6 separate regions of the Mus musculus genome follow, and regions 2, 3, 4, 5 and 6 are each linked to region 1. A link is a contact called in public Hi-C, HiCAR-type, HiChIP or PLAC-seq and promoter capture Hi-C data. All regions are on one chromosome and are shown on one strand. Each heading gives the region's core, a stretch centred on a gene start, on an enhancer-like site or on the middle of the called end of the contact. The rest is flanking DNA. Distances are from core to core; before and after follow the strand shown. Region 1 holds the start of Cxcl12 (chemokine (C-X-C motif) ligand 12). Region 2 holds the start of Rassf4 (Ras association (RalGDS/AF-6) domain family member 4). Region 3 overlaps Tmem72 (transmembrane protein 72). Region 4 holds the start of Tmem72 (transmembrane protein 72). Region 5 has its middle 30 kb from the start of 6820426E19Rik. Region 6 has its middle 100 kb from the start of Gm36873.

Region 1 (3,127 bases), core at 264-2,763:
CTGGGGGACCAGTGGGAAGGCTCAGCCTCCCGGGTGTTCTCGGTAACAAAAAAAAAAAAAAAAAAAAAAAAAAAAATCGAAACTGCCTTTCATTTCTTTTTTTTTACTACTCCGATCAGCAACTGACTATTCTTTTACAGAACATTTCCCTCGGACTAGGCAACTCCAACCATTCCCGTACCCCGTTGTCACAGGGAAAGAACCCAAACGAACGAGTTGGTGTACTTGGGCAGCATTTAGAGCTCAGTCTCACCAAGAGCCCCGACTGTCCCTCAGTTCTCTCCAGGAAACACCACTGCGGAGGAAGGCAGGGGATCGACTAGTAGGATTTTGTTTTGTGTTCAGAGGCAATGGTTTGTTTTGTTTTGCAGCAACGGTGTCTTGTAACAGCGCTGAGAGTTTTCTCTTCAGTGTCAAAAAAAGAAAACAAAATGAAAGCCCTTTCCCAGTGAAAGAAGACACCACCCTGGGTCTGGGAGACTGAACTCCGCTGCAGCTCTCATTCCAGAGCTGAGGACTCCGGGGCTGGCTACAAAAGCGCCCGTTTGCAGGTGTGTTTGGGGGTTGGGGAGAGGTGTGCATATAGCTTGGGTAACTGCTGAGCCTTTGTCTAGTGACCCGGGTAAGAAGAAAAAGGGGCAGTGAAGAGACGCGTGCTCAGGTCCGCGTCGCTACGGACCAACGAACTGTGCAGAAGCGCGGCCCTGGCTGGCAGCGCGAGTTCAAGAGCTGCGCTGCGCTGCTGGTGGCCCTGAGCCCCTCGAGGGTGCTGTAAGAGAACACGCTACACCCGCAGGGGACGAAACTCAGCCTCACCACTGAACCTATAGCCAAGCCATGCACTTCGAGCTACTTGACCGGTCTTTGAGAGTTTGCTGACACACGCACCACCCGAGTGAACCTCTTGCACGGTCAACTCCGGGACCGCGCTGCCCTTCGCCTCTGGAAACATCTGGGCGCCGGTAGACACTAGCTGAGTGCAGCTGGCGCGCTCCGGGGCCCAAGCCCCGGACACAATCGCCCACGCTTCCATTCCGCGCCGAACCCACTCTTGCCCAACAATCCTGCGGGTCCTCCCCTGCAGCCCTCTCTAGGTCCTATGGCCGCACTTCGCAGAGCACAAAACCTCGGTGCGACCCGTGGGACACGGGAAAGGGCACCCGGTGGGAGTGCGCCCTGCAAAGTGGACTGCCCCAAGTTCGCTTGTAGTGAACGGCGCCGACCGAGTTCTTTCTCCGCGACTTCGGCGCGGGCAGAGGAACCGCGGACCCGAAGGAGCTCCGGCGCAGAGCTGCGAGCCTTTCCCGGGCCCGGCCGCGGATTGCACTCACCGTCACTGATGCAGAGCGCGGCCAGCACCAGGGCCAGCACGGCGACGACCTTGGCGTCCATGGCGTGGGCGGGAGGGCGCGCCGGAGGCTGCAGAGCTGGACAGCAAGAGGACACCGAGGTGGACCGAGAGTGAAAGTGCGGCAGCGGGAGGCGAGCGCTGGGCGCTTTAGAGGCGAAAACCAGGCGGGGCGGGGCGGGGCTCATCAAGGGGCGGGCCTGGAGTGTGGCTGGGGTCTCTGACGCGCATCCCCTGCGGAGCAGCCGCCCTTCCAGTTCCCTACCTACCCACCCCCTTCTTGGCGCCCTCAGTGTCCGCGGCTCCGCTGGGTGCTGAGACCTTTGATCTTCCCAGTCCCCAACTTGGGCGGGCTCTTTGGACCTGAATTGTAAAGAGGCTGGGTCGTAGAGCTTAATGCTCCCATCCTGCAGATAGAGAAACTAAGGGGCTGTCAAAGGCACAAGCCGTGAAATAAGAACCTGAGAGACGAAACAGTCTGTTTCGCCGCATCCAAAAGTTGCCAGAGTACCCTTTCTTTCGTGCCAGGAACTTAAGCTGACCCACCTCATGTCCAGGGTGTCTGTGCCGCAGTGGACTGCTAGGCTTAGGGCAACGTGGACCAATCTACAGTTAGAATAACTTGGATTCCCAGCCAAAGTCTCACTACAGTCATTCCCGGGAAGATGCATTCTAACGTAGGGCTGCGCTACCGAGCAAAGAGACCAAACAGGTCTCCCAGAGATACTCAGTATCGTGAATTTTCTTTGCCACCTCCCCTCTGTACCCCTATTCTCTCGACTGGGGGTGGGTGGATGGTACGAATAGTGGGTGGGTGATTACAACTCTCACCCTGCAGAATGGAAACGGAGGAGAAATGACTGGGTCTCACTCCCGCGAAACGTCCTGATTCTCTGTGCTTGGTTTTAATGTGTGTTCAGTTAATGGAAGCTGGAAACAACTTCTTAAACTTCAGTGTTTCCTGCCTTTCCAGAAGAAAGTCCAGTGTTCTAAAAAGGACCAAAGAGTTCCCTAAGGCCCCGCTCCCTAAAACCCTGCTTCAGAAAGTGGTCATTGGCGCTTTACAAATAGACCCATTGGTGTTCAGCCCTGCCAATAGATCGTTGTGTTCCACTCTGGTCAACCAAAACAACCCCAACCCGGGTGTGGGGAGACACGGGGGAGGGGGCAGACTGAATCTTGGAGGGCTAGAGGCTTTGGGCAGCGTCCTTTGGACCTTCCACTGCCACAGGCAGTGTTGGCCATGCTTCGACCACTTTTCCCACATAGCCAATTAGCGATTTGGATTCTGTTATCATGTTCACCCAAGGGAGTGCACAACAGAGACTTGCCTCTGTCTCAGGGCAATCTGGGAATCATATTTGTGAAGCAGTGGCCAGGACCTTTGGGCCTGGGGCTCCACCTAGGGACTAAAGAAGGGTGGAGAAGGTCAAGAGGAAAATGTTCCAGCCATGAGAGTATCTTAAACAATTCCGCTAAGCACTTTGCATCCATTCATTTGTCAGACACACTTTAGGGACTCAGCTTCAAATCTGGAACCGCGCCGACCTGGTCCCTGTGTTTAAAAAGTAGCATTTCAGAGAAGGCAGCCATCCATTTCTACCGGCTTTTGCGCTATCCTGAGCGTTCAGTATGCTAAACTCTGAACTTGCTGGCCCTGTTGTACTGCAGGATCGGCAGAGGCTAGGCTCCGGCGCCCTCTGGTGGTCTTATCTCCCATGCTCCAGTAATCCGAGATCAAGCGCTTGGGATACCTGATGCCTGTAAAACAGTAAAACA
Region 2 (3,127 bases), core at 189-2,688, 490 kb after region 1:
GTCTCTGTGAAAGGCAGTTTGTTCTCCAGAGAAATATAAGCATTTAATCAAGGCAGGCTAGGGCTGTGGAGCAACAGCAGACCAGATCAGCAGCACATGTAAAACATACAAGGAGGGCTCAGGACACCTGAGGCCTATGTCCCAAGCAAGGTGAGAGAGACAACAAGGTGAACTGGGGCAGAGAGCACGACTCATGCTGGAGAGCCACAGGGAGACTCGCCCTCCCCACCGGCTGTTGACTTCTTCAGTTGCACAGGGGTGAATTGGAGAAGTTGGGAGTTACGGTGGAATTCCGTGCTTTTGGTTTGTCAAAACTTTTCGAAGCACCCAAATAATGAGCTCAGTTCTGATGCTTTCGGGCTGTGGGAAGAAACATGGGTTCCAACAACAGGTCACCAACCACAGGAAACCCTAGTTGGCAGAGAATGGATCACTCTCTAAGAACACGAGTGAAAGCTAAGTTGAAGAGGGACTGCAGGCTGGTCATTTTTAGCCCGCTGCAGGTAGGGAAATAGACAGAGAGTCTGTGACACAGGAAGTAAAGGGCGGAGCACAATCTCTTTGCCATCTCTTCGCCGGCCATAATTGGCACGGTGCGCTGCATTGGGGTCCAGAGACTCTAATGCCGTCTGTTTTCAAATACGTGAGTACCTACACTTTTAGAAGTCCCACTTCATACTCTAAAACGGCCCTGTGACTCTAAGAGGGTTAGAAACCAGGGAATGAGCCGAGCTGAGATGACTTACTTTGCGAGGGAGGGCAAGAGGTCCTGAAGTCAGGACTGGGAACCATGAAATAAAACAGAGTCAACAAAGCTCCCTTGCCTCACAGCCGCCCAGCTTCCCTAAGCTCCCAGCCTATAGCCTGGGGCTCTGCCTCAGCGCTGGCCAATCTCCTCAGAAAACAGCGACCGAGAGAGAGGAAACTAACTTTTTAAATTCACCAGCTCCTATTTTTTAATGTAGCTTTCTGAGAAGCCACAACTTTGCTTGCAGGTGCCACCTGGACAATAAATAAATGTCCCAGACTTCACGCGCGCGAACACACACTCCACCCTCCCTAGGAAGCGCACAGTAGTAGCTGTAGCGCCTGCGCAGAGGTCTTTGTTGAAACCCAAGTATCTGCGTTACCCAGGCTCCCTGGCCTCCGCCTGTGTAGACCGAGGGCCCCTGGGGACCCACTCCTACTGCTTTCTCTTTGCGTCCTGGGGTGCCCTCGAGGATTGGGGACTTAAGTGATGCGCGAAGCGCTTAGTGGTGTCCGTAAAGATCGAACAAGTGAGCAAATGCTCGGGGTCTACTTGAGGGGCATCAGTACCAAGCACCCTAGAAGGAAGAGATGGGCTGATAGGCAAAGCAGTTGACCAGAGAGAAGGGGCGTGTCCAGGGCGGAGAGGGGCGTGTTCGGGGGCGGGAGGAGGTGTGTCTAGGGTGGGCTGGGACGGACTTGATCCCTGCAGCAGATGCAGGGCTCTTGAGTCCGTGCAGGCACAATTCTAGTGCACGCGACCTCTCTTGCTGGTGGCCTCTGGACCGCGCGATGACTGAACGGTGAGTGATGCTCAGACTGCAAAGGTAGTGGGCATCCTTGGAGCACCCTACCTTCGACCCTGGGGCCGCGATCAGGCAGGGCGCTAGAGCCTGAGCACTTGCACCCCCAGCCGCAGTGCGCGAGTCTCCTCCCCCTGCCAGCCTGGCGCACTGCGGGCTTCCAGCCAAGGGCTGAGGGTGGCAAGGCGCCTAACATCTCCTAGATAAGGTACTTTCCGGGCAAAATCTTAGCAGGGCACGTGAATCCAACGGCCGGCTACACTTGTGCTCACCTCATCCTCCTCTCAGCCAGCTTCCTAGAAACACGATCTTAGAGGCGGGAAGAGGGTTTCAGCAAGACCTTAAGATTTTACAGCTGGAAAGCCAACGCTAGGATGATTACTCATCCAGACACTTGTTTCTCCGTCGCTGTTGGTGCGGTGGGCCATAACCAAAGGGCTACACAATATGCCACTCACGTATAGTTTCAGGGCTAAACTCCACCTGTCTCCTGATTCTTTGGGGCCCGTTCTCTTCTTTGAGATCTCCGGCACCTCACTATCTCTCTGGAGCCTGAAGCCCAATGTCGACAGTGTTTATTGTGGATGAAGTCCTAGGGTCATAGTTGTTTAAACTGGTGATGAACTCCAGATTGAAAATAGAAAGGATTTGACAGGGTCATACAATGCAGTCAGGGTAAGCTTTGAGCCCAGACCTTTGGGGAGGCTGGGTTGTTTAACCTAAAAGTATGTCGAAGAAAATGCTTGAAATTGTCTTTATTTATTTATTTATTTACTTACTTACTTACTTACTTATTATTGAGAAACAGACAGATGCACACTCACTCACACACCAGAGAGAGAGAGAGAGAGAGAGAGAGAGAGAGAGAGAGAGAGAGAGAGCGCATGTACATGTGTACCTGTGGGTCATAGTGGCTGTGTGCAAGACAACTCTGTGGCATCAGTCGTTTCTCCCCGTCCGCTTTCCTGTGACTTTTGAGGATTAAACTTAGGTCCTGAGGCTTTGGCAGCAAGCGCTTTACTCATAGAGCCTCCTCACCAGCCCTTGAAACTGTTTAAAAGTAAGCTATCAGCACTAGGAAGTCGCTGCAGGCCTAAAGCTTTTGCTGTTTCCCCAAACTTGTAGTTCCCCGAATCTCCTTCCTGCCTATGGGATTTCCCCTGGGACAAACCCTGAGATAGGATTGGAGCCCTGCCACCCCCTTGCTTGACCTTCGGTAGCGAAGATGGGCTGTGATATAGTCCCCTAGTTGCCCCAGGGACACTCTATACCAGCTGCCACTACAACTAGCTAACTCAAGGCCTAGAGGTGGCACAACAGTTGAGGTCACACACCAAGTCAGTGACAAAGAAAATCTCAGCCAGCATGGTTCTCAGAGTCACTGCAGCAGACATTCTCAGCCTGGGATCCAGGGCAACTGGACTCAGGCATCCTGATCATCCTCATTCACTCACGCTTCTCTCTCTCTCTCTCTCTCTCTCTCTCTCTCTCTCTCTCTCTCTCTCTCTCCCCTTCTCTCCCTCTCGTGTGTGTGTGTGTGTGTGTGTGTGTGTGTGTGTGTATGCATGCACAGTCAC
Region 3 (3,127 bases), core at 277-2,776, 470 kb after region 1:
GTGTCATGCCATCATATCAGCCCCAGAGTCTGGTGTGGGTGTGTGAAGGCTAGACCTATCAGGGTGCTGAGCATGGCTGTACAGTACAGTACAGCAGTGGTGCTTTTGATAGGCTTGCTCTACCTCTGATTTTCCTCCATGGCATGTCTGTCCAGTGTCTTGACCTCCCAGATCTTTTTCAGGCTCCATGTTAATCATCACTGGCCTGGCCTACTTCCTGCTGAGCAAGCGAAAGAAAAAAAAGGCTGCTCCAGAGGTGGCACCCCCCACAGAGCAGTACACAGACCCTTCCAGCAGCGTCGTGAGCACCACAGGCTCTGGGGACACTGAGCAAACCTATACTTTCCATGAGGCCTTCAAGGAGGGGCCTGGCTCCTTCTTTATCCACATGAAGAGCATCCTAAAGGGGACCAAGAAGCCACGTGTCCTGCAGACCCAAGATACCCTAATGGAACTGGCACTGGAGCCGGCTGACTCCTTGGCCAAGAAAAAGCAGGTACACTTTGAAGACAATGTGGTCAGAATCATCCCATCCCTCACTGAAGGTCTGGGTGATAGTGACAGTGAACCAGAAGAAACCAGCTCTGACACAACTCCCATCATCCCTCCCTCCCAGACCCCACACTTTCTGCCTTCTCTCATGGCCACTGACCTGTTCTGAGCTTCTTAGCTAGAGGTCTGCAGATGGATGGACCTGCCAGAAGAGTCCTAATAGCCACAGTCCCTGCAGAGAACTCAGGGTCTCCATTGGCCAGCTGTTCGCATCCTAGTGGTAGCTGGGCATTCAGAACAATGAGATAGTGTACCAAGCCAGATCTGTGGTGACCTCCAGCAAGGTACAAATGAAGCTTTGACATGTGTAATCAACATAGTCTCCTTGTCAAAAGGTGGGAAAAGAGACCATGGCTTCATTCTCCACAAGGCTGCTGACCCAACTTTCTAAGCCCTAAAGGAACAGAAGACATGAGTTCACCCTTGCACCCAACAAAGGGTTCAGCCTTCAGCAAGAACTCTATGGTATGTTTTGCTTGTGATACAACCTACTGGTGCCAAAGGCCCAGGGCTATATTAGCATCGTAAGCAAGATTGCTCAGGGTAGATATGAGAAAAGAAGATTCGGATCTCAAGTGAGAACAGCCTGGCAGTGGGCTACATTCTCAGCATACTCTGGGACTGGGCTCGGCAGCAGGCATTTCAGAATCACCAAGGAAAACAATACCACTCTGTGCTCACTGCCAGGAAAGCTGACCAGAAGAGCATCTCTCATTCCAGAAGGATAACTCAGGGCTTCCTGCCCTCCCCTCACTTACCCCCTATCCAACAGTATGAGCAGTGTTCAGAGTCCAAGTAGGTGGTATAGATGGTTCAATCTAAAAGGGTCTGAGAACCTGTGGCCATCTGTAGCAGAAATGGCTAGGACATAGCATGGAGTAGTCATTGTAGTTCAGGCCCCAAGAAGACTGCCCCAGAGAGCCACACAGCATAGGGAAGTACCTCTGCCATGCTTAGATACGTGGGAGTAGATCCTCTGTTAAGTAGATGATCACTCAAAATAGACAGGAGGGGAGGAAGCAGAGGGAAGGGCACAGGGGAGAGGGTAGCGAGCAGGCAGGCATGGCGGCATCCTGGAACTACAGAGGTGGCAGGGAATTTGAGTTAGATAGTTCTCAGTAAAAAGTTTAGCAAAGTATCTTTTCTAAATAGTATGTTTGGTCCACAGGATTACTGCCAGAAAAAAAAAATAATAAAGGCATGTTATTCCTCATAGCTGACCCCCAGTGAGCGAGCAACAGAAATTAAGAGTCCTATAGTTTGTGTCTGAGGAGGGGACCCACTTCAGGGCTCTCTGATGGGTAAGCCTCAAATCTTGTACTTTATAGTCTAGATAAGGAAGATGTTCACGGTACAATGATCAGCACCTATGACGTCGTTTTGTTTTGGTTTTGGTTTTGTCTTGCTTTGTTTTGTTTTGGAAATGTGTTGAAATGAGACACCCTAGAAGCTGGTATTAGCCTGGTGCTTAGCACAGCCAGCATCCCAGATGGACAGAACACTTTTTGAAATAGAAGATGCGTTGCTAAGACTGTGAGGAGTGAAGGCAGAAAGCAAGCTGGGGCCTGGAGTAGGTCTCATCCCTCAGGTCAAAAGATAGGCAGCTGATGGATGGCCAAGGGGGCTTTTCCAATGAAGGATGTTAGATAGTGCAGTCAGGGAAAAATAAAATATATGGAATATGGGGCATGGGTGGGTATGTCCTTGTTACTACGGGGATCTCACGGTGAGGAAGAACAAGAAAACACTACCATGATACCATGAATTTGTGTGAGGTGAGGCCAGTGCAGACCTAGGAGATGGTTCTTAACTCCAGATTGCAAGGCTGAAGGTCAGGGAGCAGAGCTTCCAGCCCGACTGAGGCCAGAGGCCAGAGGGAACAAAGCCCTTAACCAAGAGGAGCCAGGTCCTCTCCCTGTGTCTCTCTCTCTGTATTAGTTACTTTCTGTTGCTGAGATAAAATACCATGACCAAAAGCACTTAAGGAAGAAACAGTGTGTGTGTCTTACAGTTCTTACAGAGAGCTAGAGTCCATGATAACAGAGAAGACCTGGCATGCAGCAGGAGCTAGAGGCCAGCTGGCCACATTTCATCCACACACTGAAAATGAGGCCGAGTGGGGAGGGCAATCGTGACATGAGGCTGTGAACCTTCAAAGCCCACCCCTGGGGATGTACTTCCTCCAGTGAGGTTGCACCTCCTAACGTCTCCATAACTTTCCCAAACAGCAGCACCAACTAGATGGGTGACATTTCTCATTCAAACCACTGCAGTCTCTCATCAGCTTATATAGTGTTAGAAATCTTTGGTTCTTGGTTGGTTGGTTGGTTGATTGGTTGGTTGGTTGGTTGGTTGGTTGGTTAGCTTGCTTTGCTTTTCTTAAACATCCTTAATAAGATGTAGTTTGCTGTCATAAAATTGACCAAGTTAAACCATACAGTTAAGTGGATCTTAGTGTATTTCTAATCTGAGTTCATTATATGCATTCACATCTCAAGTTCATTATATGCTCATCCCACCCCCACCCCCCAAAAAAAGAAATCCAGCCCTGTAACCACTAAGACTCACCCCTCGC
Region 4 (3,127 bases), core at 259-2,758, 450 kb after region 1:
CAAAGAAAAGAAGCCACTGTGGTTCAGGAAAGGCCAGTGACAGCTATGGTGTGATGGGGTCTCCCCAGTCTACTCAGAGAAAGGCTACTCAGTCTTCCCAAAGAAGGCTGTAAGCCACAGAGCTATTGTGGCCCAGGTCCCAGCTCCTTCCTCAGATCAACTCAGTGTCTACCACAGAAACACTCTAGCATGCAGTTAGCACAGCGGGTGCTGGCTGCCCAGACATGCGGCATTTCAGGGAGGTTCAAGTAGATAAAACTCAGGTAATAGATAAATAACCCGATAAGACACAGTCTGTTCAGTGAAGAAGTAAATAAACGAAGTCATACTCCACAAGTGCTCCGCACGCTCCTCTGTGTGTGTGGTGTGTGTGTGTGTGTGTGTGTGTGTGTGTTGCTCGAGATGAGACCCAGGGTCTCACACATGATAAGCACTGAATGATACATTTCTAGACATCGTTTTAAGTATCATATGAGCACAGAGGTTCTTACAAGAGAGGGTGGGTTATGGAATACAAATCAATGGTCAAGCCATAATAATCTTCATAGTAAAATATGGCCACTCATTAAACAGCAAAGAAAGAAACAGTATTAGGTGGAGGTTTCTGCTGGTATTAGGGTTGGCCAATCTGCCCGTTCATTTGGTTGTTGTCTTTCATCCCACGTGAGCAGACTAGGAAGAGATTTCAGAGAATGCCTGATAGGAAAACCAAAACACAGTACTGTTTAATCCGCTAGGTCGGTTGTAACGTAAACGCCGGCAAAGCCCACCTAGGGCCGGCCTCAGAGGCTGAGCGTGTCACGGGGTTCTTGGGCACTTTTCTGTTTTGAGAACACCGGTATAGTTACATTTCTTCTGTACTTTCTGTCACAGTTACTGAGGCTCCCAGACACCTCTGGGTTTCCCCCAAGGTCACCCAGTTAATTGTTCACACAGCATACACCGTGATTTCTCACATCTCATATCCCGGATGCTTGTAAGGAACAGAGGAGGGTCTCCACGTGCTGCCATCTGAACCAAGAAGGTCAGAGTTCAAATCTACCAGATTCGGAAATCTTTTCAACCCACCTATACACAGAAGGAAAGAGCTTGGAACTCATTTGCTAAGTGGCTACCAGTGGAGATTTAGAAACACATTTGTTCTATCTCTGTCTCCGTCTCTACTCTTCTTCCCTAGCCCAGATCTGCGTGTGCCCTGTCTCCTCTTTGGACCCCCAGCAGGTGTGAGGTGAGGGGGGGGTGACTTTCTTGGAACAGCCTCCTAGGGAAGGGCTTGGCCTCTAGCTCTCCTGTTCCCTCCTCCCAGACAGAAACAGCTAATTGCCAACTCCAGGCTGCCTCCTGCCCAACCCTAATCGGTATGATCTCAGGCAGCTGCACCGGAGCCGGAGCCGAAGCCGCTCCAGGCTAGGCCAGGGCTACGTGGAGCAAGGAGAGCATTCTCCCAAGATAATGATTAAACTGAGCAGCACTTGGCATGGGCTGCTAAGCTAGGGAGGGGAGCCCTATTCACACCTCAGCCAGACAGCGGAGGCCAGAGCTAGTTCAGGGAGGCTGAGCCCAAGGCCCAGGGGGCCCCCCAGCCAGCCCCCGCAGCCTCCTGCTTGTGAGGAGCATCCAGAGCATCTCAGATACAGAGGCATCTTCGCAGCCTGCCCTTCTGGGACTCTGTTCACACCCCTGGCACCATGAAGCTCCAGGTATTCTGGACTGGACTGGAGTATACCTGCCGGCTCTTGGGCATCGCTACGGCTGCAGGTAAGATCCTACCCCTCATCTACCAACTCCTTGCTCAGAGGCCCTATGGGGAAGGCTACTAGAGAAATGGCTTCTAGCCAGGGGACGGTGGGCACATCTGGCCACATCTCTCCTTCAGTTTCTCTTTTGAGTTCCTCAGAAACCCTGAACTTTGGGAAAATGGCAGGTGTGGAGTGAGCCTTAGGCAGATAGAGAAGAGCCTTGGGTCTGGTGCCGATACTCAGTGGCATCCCACCCCCACAAGACCTTTAAGAACCTTCAGCATCCCTATCACTGAAATGAGCTGACAGGTGTGCCTCTTGCCCTCAGAGGGTTGTGAGGAGAGCTTGTTGAGCTGGGGACTAGAGGTGAAGGTATACAAGGCTGGAAAAAAATGTGAGAATCGTAGCATTGTGTAGCTAATTAGAGTGCTCAGCTATTCACCTTGCTTTGTTTGACAATAGTCCTATCTTCTGCAGAGAGAATCCCATTAATGGGGCAACTCTATCCTCAGGAGACCTGATAGGTAGAAAGATGGCAAGCTTCCACGGTGCCCTCCCCACACCCTTCTGGAAAAATGCATTGTTGAAAACCAGCCTCTTTGGTATGAGCCATCTACAGGAGCATAGCGTGAGGCTTAGAAGACCAGAAATCACCTGAGCAGCTCAGCTGACTGGAATTTCAGATAGTTAGCAAAGAATTGGCCCTAACCCTGAGCCCCACCGATGCAGAAGGGGCAGAGCCTATACTGAGGGACTGAAGAGCAATGTTCTGAGCTCTTAGCTCTGTACACCAAATCCCTTGGGGAAATAAAAAAAAATACACACTAAATCCTTCTTTGCATCTGGACAAAAGCTTTCTCAAGAGTCTCTCCCAACTGAAAGGCTTCTCTCCAGTTCAAACCAAAGCAATAGGACCCAAGCCTCAGGCTTCTCGTGCTTGTACAACCTTGGTCCAACTCTGTGGAGCCCTGAAGCTGTGTTTCCTGACCTCTGTAATGGATGGATCTGGCAGACTCGGTGCTTGGTAAAACAACATGTGAGTGGTGGTTCTTGGTAGATGTCCTTGTGATAAATCCATGGTCAGTGGAGATCCAGATCATTTCTGGGGTGCTAGGATGAGTTCATAGTCAACCAGCTGTTAGGCTCTTCTGGCACTGTGGCTATGAATCAGAGCAGACAAGGTCAAATTCCAGCCCTCCTGCTATGAGATGGAGAAAATGAATTCAGATTAGAGTGTGACCTTGCCAAGGTCACACAAGGGGTTGGCGTAGCAGTATTCCTGGATTTTCCCAGCAGCTTTCCCTGCATCCCTAGTCTAATGGAAAGGCCAGCTCTAGCTTCCTTCAAGAGCCCAATGCATTTACATGTAGGTAATGATCACAGGGCCC
Region 5 (3,127 bases), core at 165-2,664, 300 kb before region 1:
ATTCCAGGTATGATTTTATGAAAAACTATTTCAAATCTTGTATATATTATATTTCAAAATCTAGACAAGGAATATAAAAGTCATGTCATCTCAGGCAATCCAGAACAACTTATGCCAGTATTTGAAAGCCCATTGGCTAGCAGAGCCTTCTGTGGCTGCCTGCCTCTCTCACAGTATCCCCCTCCCTTCAGTATTCCCCCCTCTCATCCAGATATATACCTGTGTTCACTAGGACAGGGAGGAGGTGAGCTGGCTAGCAGGCTGGACAGTGGCTTGGGTCATGGGTCTTCTCAGAGGCATAGCATCTGACTTGGAATTCCCCTTCTTGAGGTCCTCCAGGGATGACATCATGCACATTCTGCATTGTGGTTCACTTTCAGTGCACAAATGCCAACTGTATGCACAGGAAACCGAGGAAGGAAAGTGAACGTGAGAATACAATAGCTGTCTTTAAAAATTACTCATATTTTAAACAAAAGTATAGCAGGCTGTTTCAAATTTCTGCTTATTAGGAAAGTGCCTTGAAGCATCCTTGATAGACTTGTGACAGGGCTGGGATGCTGTTGGTGCCTGTGGGGCAGGGGACATTTGCTGAAATGAGCCCCTTAAAGCACTGTCTACACAGGGAAGTGAAGAAGACCGCTGTGGTGGTTGAGGTGATGTCTCCTTGGATAATAATGTCAACCTAGGCTGTCACTGAACTTGGATGGGTGGGTTTAGAAAGTGGGAGAACCTTGCCTAGGTCCCATGTCTTCTAAACACTGCAGCAAGGAGAGGGGAAAGACATGAGTAGGGGGCCTGGGTCAAAGTATTCAGTTGTCCCTATATTGACCTCGCCAAGATGGGCTTCACGCAAACATGTTTGACCAAGAGTCCATCCCAATAGGGAAACTTGGGAAGGTAAAAGGAAAACAACGGTCACATGGGAAAAGTATTTGGGTTTGCAGATGTAATGAATGAACAGAAGGAGAAAACAGTCAAGTTGCGAGAAGAGAAATCCTTCGCTGTCTCTGAACTCAACGGATTTGCTTTTGGTTCAGCCTTCTCCTCTTGATTCCAAGCACTGGATCAAACCAGAATGTTTCTGCCTTGAAATGGTAATCTAATAATCTCCAAGACCTTTGGGGGATAATGTACCATTTGTTTCTTTCACCTCGTGCCCTTAAAAAATATTGCCCTTCGGAAGTTTATCTCTGGGTTCTTGGGTTTAGTCACCAAGGAGACAGCAGCTTTGCTGCGGCCCATAAAGAATGCACATGCTCCCTCCAGGCCCATTCAGATGCAATTCCAGGCAGCTCTCTCCTCCACTCAAACTTCTAATCTTGGTGGTTAACCCAGACCCTTAACCTCCTTTACAAATCACAACGGGTATGCAGACAGGGAGGTGATCCTATGTAAGCTGGAAACAATGCTCTTGGCTGAGGCTTCTTTTCCTCTCTGGTTTAGTCTTAAGGGACACAGCTTTTTACTTCTTTGAGCCTTTAGAGTCTTGAGGTTTTATTGCAAAAAAGAAGAATTCTGTGTGGTTTTTAAAAGGCCAGTCACTTTGAGTAATCCAAACCCTCATTTATCCACAGAGGCTGAGGACCTCTTAAGCAAACGTGGTCCCATGTGATACAGACCTTGGCCAAGGCTTGTCATCTGTCCTGTGCTATTGCCCATATTTTTACTTAGTGAGTCTGCTTGTCATGTTTCCAAGTCACCTTCATGGATGTGAATTTGGGTACATGTGTGCAGGTGTATGACCACATGCGAGTGAGCATGCACATAGGGTCATGTTAGAGAGAGCAGAGGAGTTAGCTGTTTGCTAAACCCTGCAGCAAATGAGGTTCAGGGATAATTAAGAGAAATCTCCCTTGGCAGAAACATGCCTCCTTGGGTCTGCTTCTCATTTTGGACAATTGGGAAAGGCAATCACTCACGTTTTATTGATGCCAAAAGTTTTTCACAGTCATCAATATAGGCTACGAAAATGAAGCTGTTGACATCTTATTTCTGGGTTTTCTCTTTCAGATAATTTTGAACTATATAGCACCATATATTTTGAACCAAAGACGTTTCATTTCATAAGTGAACATTTCCAGTGCCTTGTACACAGTCGCTCTTGTGCTGTCACGTCCGGGACAGTCACATCTGTATCAATCAAGCCCATTCAGTGCTATAAGACGGATCTGTCTGATATTAATCTTACTCAAAGAGCATGAGATAAAACTTTCAGTCACACAGAAATGCCTTTAGCTATTTGTAACAGAACAGATATTCTTTGGAAACCAGTTTCTAGGCCTTTGAGGATTTGGTCTGACCCTTCAAGCTCTGCTTCCATGTTATCTCCTGTACTTTTTTGTTTTGTCTCTTGGGTTCATTAGGTTGGAGCTTTGAGTAAAGAGAGTTTACTTGTGTCCTCCTACTTAGCTTCTGATAGAATTCTTAGCAAGTACTGATCTGGTACAAGCTGGAAAAGGTTACTTTTTTTTCCTCCAGTTGTAGAATGCAACCAGCTTTCTGTAGCCATTATAAGAAGGCCAGTCTAACAATTATGATAAGGATGGGAACACAAGACTGACTAAGCCAGTGCAGAGCTGTTTCCTGAATGCCCAGAACAGATGTGATTTGTAGACTTAAGGATCTGCTCTCAGGTGAAAGAGGCAGGATGGCCTCATGAACCGTTTTCTTCAGGGCACCCCTTGGAAGGATCAGAATGGACGCCAGGTGCTCAGGAAGCTGAGTCATGAGTTGCACTATGGCTGCTATTAGCTAGCAGTGAATGTGGCCTAGGGTTAGCTCACTGGGGCTGCCAGAGTCCACACCATAAAAGTATAGATTCTTACTACTACAGGAAGGAAACAGAGTGACCCACTGCGATAATATTAGCCACTGAATAATGGTGTTGGCCATCTTTCTTTTAAAATCATAGCTACACATAGAATAATAGGATGTATTAAAGATTTATGTCAGGCCCCAGGGATAAGCTCACCACTGTCTACTATTGCTAAGACTGAGGCCAAATTCATAAACTGGACTTTCTGTGCGTCAAACTACCCTTGGCATGCCTTTTATTTATTAACTGCTTTATACTTTTATTTATTAAATGCTCCTGCATACTGCCTTTATTACTGTCCTCTGAAGT
Region 6 (3,127 bases), core at 205-2,704, 270 kb after region 1:
GTTCCTTGGTCACCTCTGAACTCTGAACTTTGTACTCTGTTGCTACAACGGGTATAAACAGCAACCATACATAATTCTCATCTAATTGACAATTGCTCGTTGGTCCAAAGCACACTGTGGTGTTATGAGCAGCTCAGAAACCTTGACATCTTCATTTTAATGAGCTGGATGTCCAGAATGATGCTACTGTAAGCAGATAGTTGGCAATCAGTGTCATGGCCAGTGCAAGGCACACAATATTCCGCACAGGGTTTTTCCCAGGTTCTCATGGAAGAGTTCCAGAAATGGAGGAATTTGTTTTAGCAAACATGGAACTGATATTTGGGCCAGCCAGGATGAACCATAGCTACTTTAGCATGATCAATATTATCTAAGCAGATATTTGCTAGCAAGGGCTCCTCTGATTGTTATCTATTCCCTTCTACTGCTCCCTTGGTATGTGTAAATACATAGCCTAGGAGAGTTTCACAGTAAACATGCAAGAGCGTTCTCTTCTGAATCCCTCGGTTCCATGGCAGTTGGCTCAAGTCATGACTTTCTTCTGATTAATATTATTTTCCACTTGATAACAGTGGCTTAACTGTACAATGGAATATATGACATTTGAAAAGTTCCTAAAATTGCCTTGAAATTATTTTACAAATAAACCTGGACTCAAAAATGAAAAATAAACCTCATTGTTAGGGGAAACCCCTCCACGTTACTTAAATTATAACTGGAAAAGCTATTAGTGACTCTAAGGTCACTTTACTTCTGACGTTAGCTGGTGTTTTCTCACTTACGTATACTTTCATGCTTTTGAAACAGGACGTGTAAAAGGAATATGAGTCATATATTAAGCAGTCTAACTATGGGATATTTGTAAATTTATGCACAATGGAAGCTTTATGTATTTATTTTTGCAATCTGAAACTCATTAGTATATGAAGTGCTTGACATTAGTTTAGTTAAGGATGATATATGTATCACAATCCGAAATTCCTGAACGATTTCTTCCCAAATTACCTGACAGTCCTAAATTCACACCTTGAAGCAAGATGATTTCAATCTGAGTAGGGTGGCGAATCTACCCCATTGTCCTAAGCAGTCAACCATGACATGTGGCTCAGCACCATTAATAAATCCAAGACCCCAGTTTCTCATGCCACTTTGAAATTCTCTGCAAGTTCAATTTTACGAAAAGAGATATATTCCAGATTTTCATTTTTTGAAGTAGACTCCCTCGTACATTTACAGAGAACACTGCCAAGAAACTGAGTTCTAATGAAATGTCATCCTGAGGGGCCAGGCTTGCTTTGGGAAATGTCCACTGAAAGGATGCGTTCAGAGGAATTCAGACATCTTTAGATCTCTGGCTCTCGTCCAAGTTGCACACAAGCCCATTTGGCACCAGCCTCACTGCGGCTTTCCCACAAGGCTCTGGATGGGTTCCAGGAGCTCAGTTAGGCTCCACTCTCATAGGATTCTGCACAATAAAGAGGAATCACAAAGCAGTCAGGCCTCAGGCTCTAGCCTCAGAGGAGACCCTGAAGACCCAAAGGAACAAGCTGCCATCCGGGACTCTAGAAGCTACAACAAAGGTACCTTTGCTCTCAACCACAGGAAGGAAGTATCAGCTGTACTTGGTTGTTCACACTGCCCAAAGCTCCGCAAATGTCATGATTGAGGATGGGCAGCAAATCTAGAAACAGAACATGTTCATGATTGTTCACAGGACAAAAGGAATCCATAGAAAGGTGTGTGATCATCACCTGCAAAGTCGTGGTCCAAAGGACACTTGACTTCTGTGTCTTTGACCAGCCAGTGGTGCATACTCTTAGCACCTTTTTAGTACATATGTGACTAAGCTTCTTCATCTGTACAAAAGTGCACTGGACAAAGTGGTCTAAGCCAGACATTGCTTGTATTTAAGAGCAGTGGTGGGTGAGCAGGGCCATGCTTCCAGCTGCTATTTCAATTCCAAATCACAAGATAGTAGTACATAGATAGAAATAGAGACCAGTACTGTCTCTCTGACTCCACTACATCTTCCCTTCTCTTCAAGAAAGTGAGTTGGAGCTCTTTTTGGTGCTGCCGTGTTTGAGGTGCTGGGATCAATTGTAGAGTCTCCTGCGTGTCAGGTGAACACTACAACCAATGACACCCTAGCCTTAAACTGCGGTTTGTAGGCCATTTCTACCTATTAGGCATGGGTCTCCAAGAATGTAAGTTTACTCCAAAATGTAGGTAAACAGAAAAAGGACAGGGTGCCCTGTTTACTCTTCAAAGTCAATCATTGCAAAACACAAAGCCATTACCAAATAATGACAGAAAAGCAAGATGTCCCAGAACACAAGCAAAATATACACATACACATACACACTCACATGCACACACACACACACACACACACATACACATATATAGCAAAAACAAAAACAGGGAGGTAATGAAGATATAGACGGTCAATCAGCACGTAGTCAGCCTGAGTACTCACCAGAATGTTCTGTCACTGTATTATCAGAGATTTGAAAGGAACCAACCAGCAAGTTCAGACTGCCATCTGCCTCTGCCTTTGGTTTTTAAGAGGAAGTTGGGACACAGAAACACCTTTAAGTGCATCAAGTCCTGTGACTCAGAAATTCAAAATGCATTCTGAGGAGACAATCCGAAGTAGACATAAGTCTTATGTGATGATGTTCACAATAATAAAAACAAATCATTTAAATGGTCAGATTTATTATGGTAAACTCAAATGTTGCCTCCAAGGCTTCTGTTTTTGAAAGACAATACTGGAACTAGTACAGTGAAAACTCCATACAGCAGATAGAGCCATCTGGGCAGCATGGTTCCCTGTGAAACCTTAATACAGCAAATAGAATAATCTAGGCATCATGATTCCCAAACATGTGATCATAAAATAAATATTAATCTATAATTTTATTTTATTCTAGTCTATAGATGTCCATCAATAAATGTGCATTACTGATATTTTATAAGAATAAACATTTTCAAATGAATTAGGACTGGAAAAGCCTTTGGCGACATGTATTCCATATAGATATGCTCCCAGTCTGAATTCTCCTCCTAGACGTACACACTACAAAAATGCACTGCATATGTTCACCAAACTTCGTATGCTAAGACA

The links. Promoter capture Hi-C pulls out the DNA fragments that hold promoters and counts their contacts. A called contact is a pair of places that touch in the nucleus more often than the background predicts. HiCAR-type assays count read pairs that join an accessible place to other places. HiChIP or PLAC-seq counts read pairs in DNA pulled down with a chosen protein or histone mark.
Region 2: a promoter capture Hi-C map of second pharyngeal arch cranial neural crest shows a contact between it and region 1, with 5 times the contacts expected there. The contact joins the promoter of Rassf4 here to the promoter of Cxcl12 in region 1. A contact is called at or near these places in 16 of 39 promoter capture datasets (the 3T3-L1 cell line, 3T3-L1-derived adipocytes, cranial neural crest and 8 more), 5 of 484 Hi-C or Micro-C datasets (embryonic stem cells, liver and uterus) and 9 of 115 datasets of contacts at active chromatin or transcription factors (astrocytes, craniofacial prominence, embryonic forebrain and 6 more).
Region 3: an H3K27ac HiChIP or PLAC-seq map of stem cell-derived neural progenitor cells shows a contact between it and region 1, with 7 times the contacts expected there. The contact joins the enhancer-like site here to the promoter of Cxcl12 in region 1. A contact is called at or near these places in 4 of 39 promoter capture datasets (the 3T3-L1 cell line, cranial neural crest, maxillary cranial neural crest and 1 more), 3 of 115 datasets of contacts at active chromatin or transcription factors (neural tube and stem cell-derived neural progenitor cells) and 1 of 9 other capture datasets (embryonic stem cells).
Region 4: a contact with region 1 is called in a HiCAR-type map of astrocytes, with 3 times the contacts expected there. The contact joins the promoter of Tmem72 here to the promoter of Cxcl12 in region 1. A contact is called at or near these places in 15 of 39 promoter capture datasets (the 3T3-L1 cell line, 3T3-L1-derived adipocytes, the C10 cell line and 9 more) and 2 of 115 datasets of contacts at active chromatin or transcription factors (astrocytes and neural tube).
Region 5: a Hi-C map of the C2C12 cell line shows a contact between it and region 1, with 3 times the contacts expected there. The contact joins the enhancer-like site here to the promoter of Cxcl12 in region 1. A contact is called at or near these places in 11 of 39 promoter capture datasets (the 3T3-L1 cell line, 3T3-L1-derived adipocytes, the C10 cell line and 6 more), 3 of 15 datasets of contacts at CTCF or cohesin (the NIH/3T3 cell line, large pre-B cells and pro-B cells), 1 of 484 Hi-C or Micro-C datasets (the C2C12 cell line), 7 of 115 datasets of contacts at active chromatin or transcription factors (astrocytes, bone marrow-derived macrophages, craniofacial prominence and 2 more) and 2 of 9 other capture datasets (adipose tissue and embryonic stem cells).
Region 6: a contact with region 1 is called in a promoter capture Hi-C map of liver, with 2.6 times the contacts expected there. The contact joins the enhancer-like site here to the promoter of Cxcl12 in region 1. A contact is called at or near these places in 4 of 39 promoter capture datasets (the 3T3-L1 cell line, frontonasal cranial neural crest and liver) and 6 of 484 Hi-C or Micro-C datasets (the 3T3-L1 cell line, embryonic fibroblasts, liver and 1 more).

The regions. Positions count from the first base shown.
Region 1 is chr6:117,166,921-117,170,047 of GRCm38.p6, reverse strand. Cxcl12 (chemokine (C-X-C motif) ligand 12) reads right to left here and starts at 1,513. Exons shown (of 3, transcript NM_021704.3): 1 at 1,332-1,513. The coding sequence starts at 1,392.
Region 2 is chr6:116,672,147-116,675,273 of GRCm38.p6, reverse strand. It overlaps Rassf4 (Ras association (RalGDS/AF-6) domain family member 4), which reads left to right and starts at 1,438. Exons shown (of 11, transcript NM_178045.4): 1 at 1,438-1,550.
Region 3 is chr6:116,692,585-116,695,711 of GRCm38.p6, reverse strand. Tmem72 (transmembrane protein 72) reads left to right here. Exons shown (of 5, transcript NM_178768.4): 5 at 183-2,987. The coding sequence ends at 661. Among named protein-coding and RNA genes, the nearest start is that of Rassf4, 20 kb to the right of the region's middle. Within about 2 kb of position 1,526, at least 54 of the 459 cell types and tissues checked have an H3K27ac peak or open chromatin away from gene starts, as enhancers often do. A contact at or near this core is called in stem cell-derived neural progenitor cells, where this site is marked.
Region 4 is chr6:116,715,139-116,718,265 of GRCm38.p6, reverse strand. Tmem72 (transmembrane protein 72) reads left to right here and starts at 1,508. Exons shown (of 5, transcript NM_178768.4): 1 at 1,508-1,758. The coding sequence starts at 1,689.
Region 5 is chr6:117,464,113-117,467,239 of GRCm38.p6, reverse strand. No RefSeq gene overlaps it. Among named protein-coding and RNA genes, the nearest start is that of 6820426E19Rik, 30 kb to the left of the region's middle. Within about 2 kb of position 1,414, at least 16 of the 459 cell types and tissues checked have an H3K27ac peak or open chromatin away from gene starts, as enhancers often do. A contact at or near this core is called in 3T3-L1-derived adipocytes and the C2C12 cell line, where this site is marked.
Region 6 is chr6:116,893,593-116,896,719 of GRCm38.p6, reverse strand. No RefSeq gene overlaps it. Among named protein-coding and RNA genes, the nearest start is that of Gm36873, 100 kb to the right of the region's middle. Within about 2 kb of position 1,454, at least 30 of the 459 cell types and tissues checked have an H3K27ac peak or open chromatin away from gene starts, as enhancers often do. A contact at or near this core is called in liver, where this site is marked.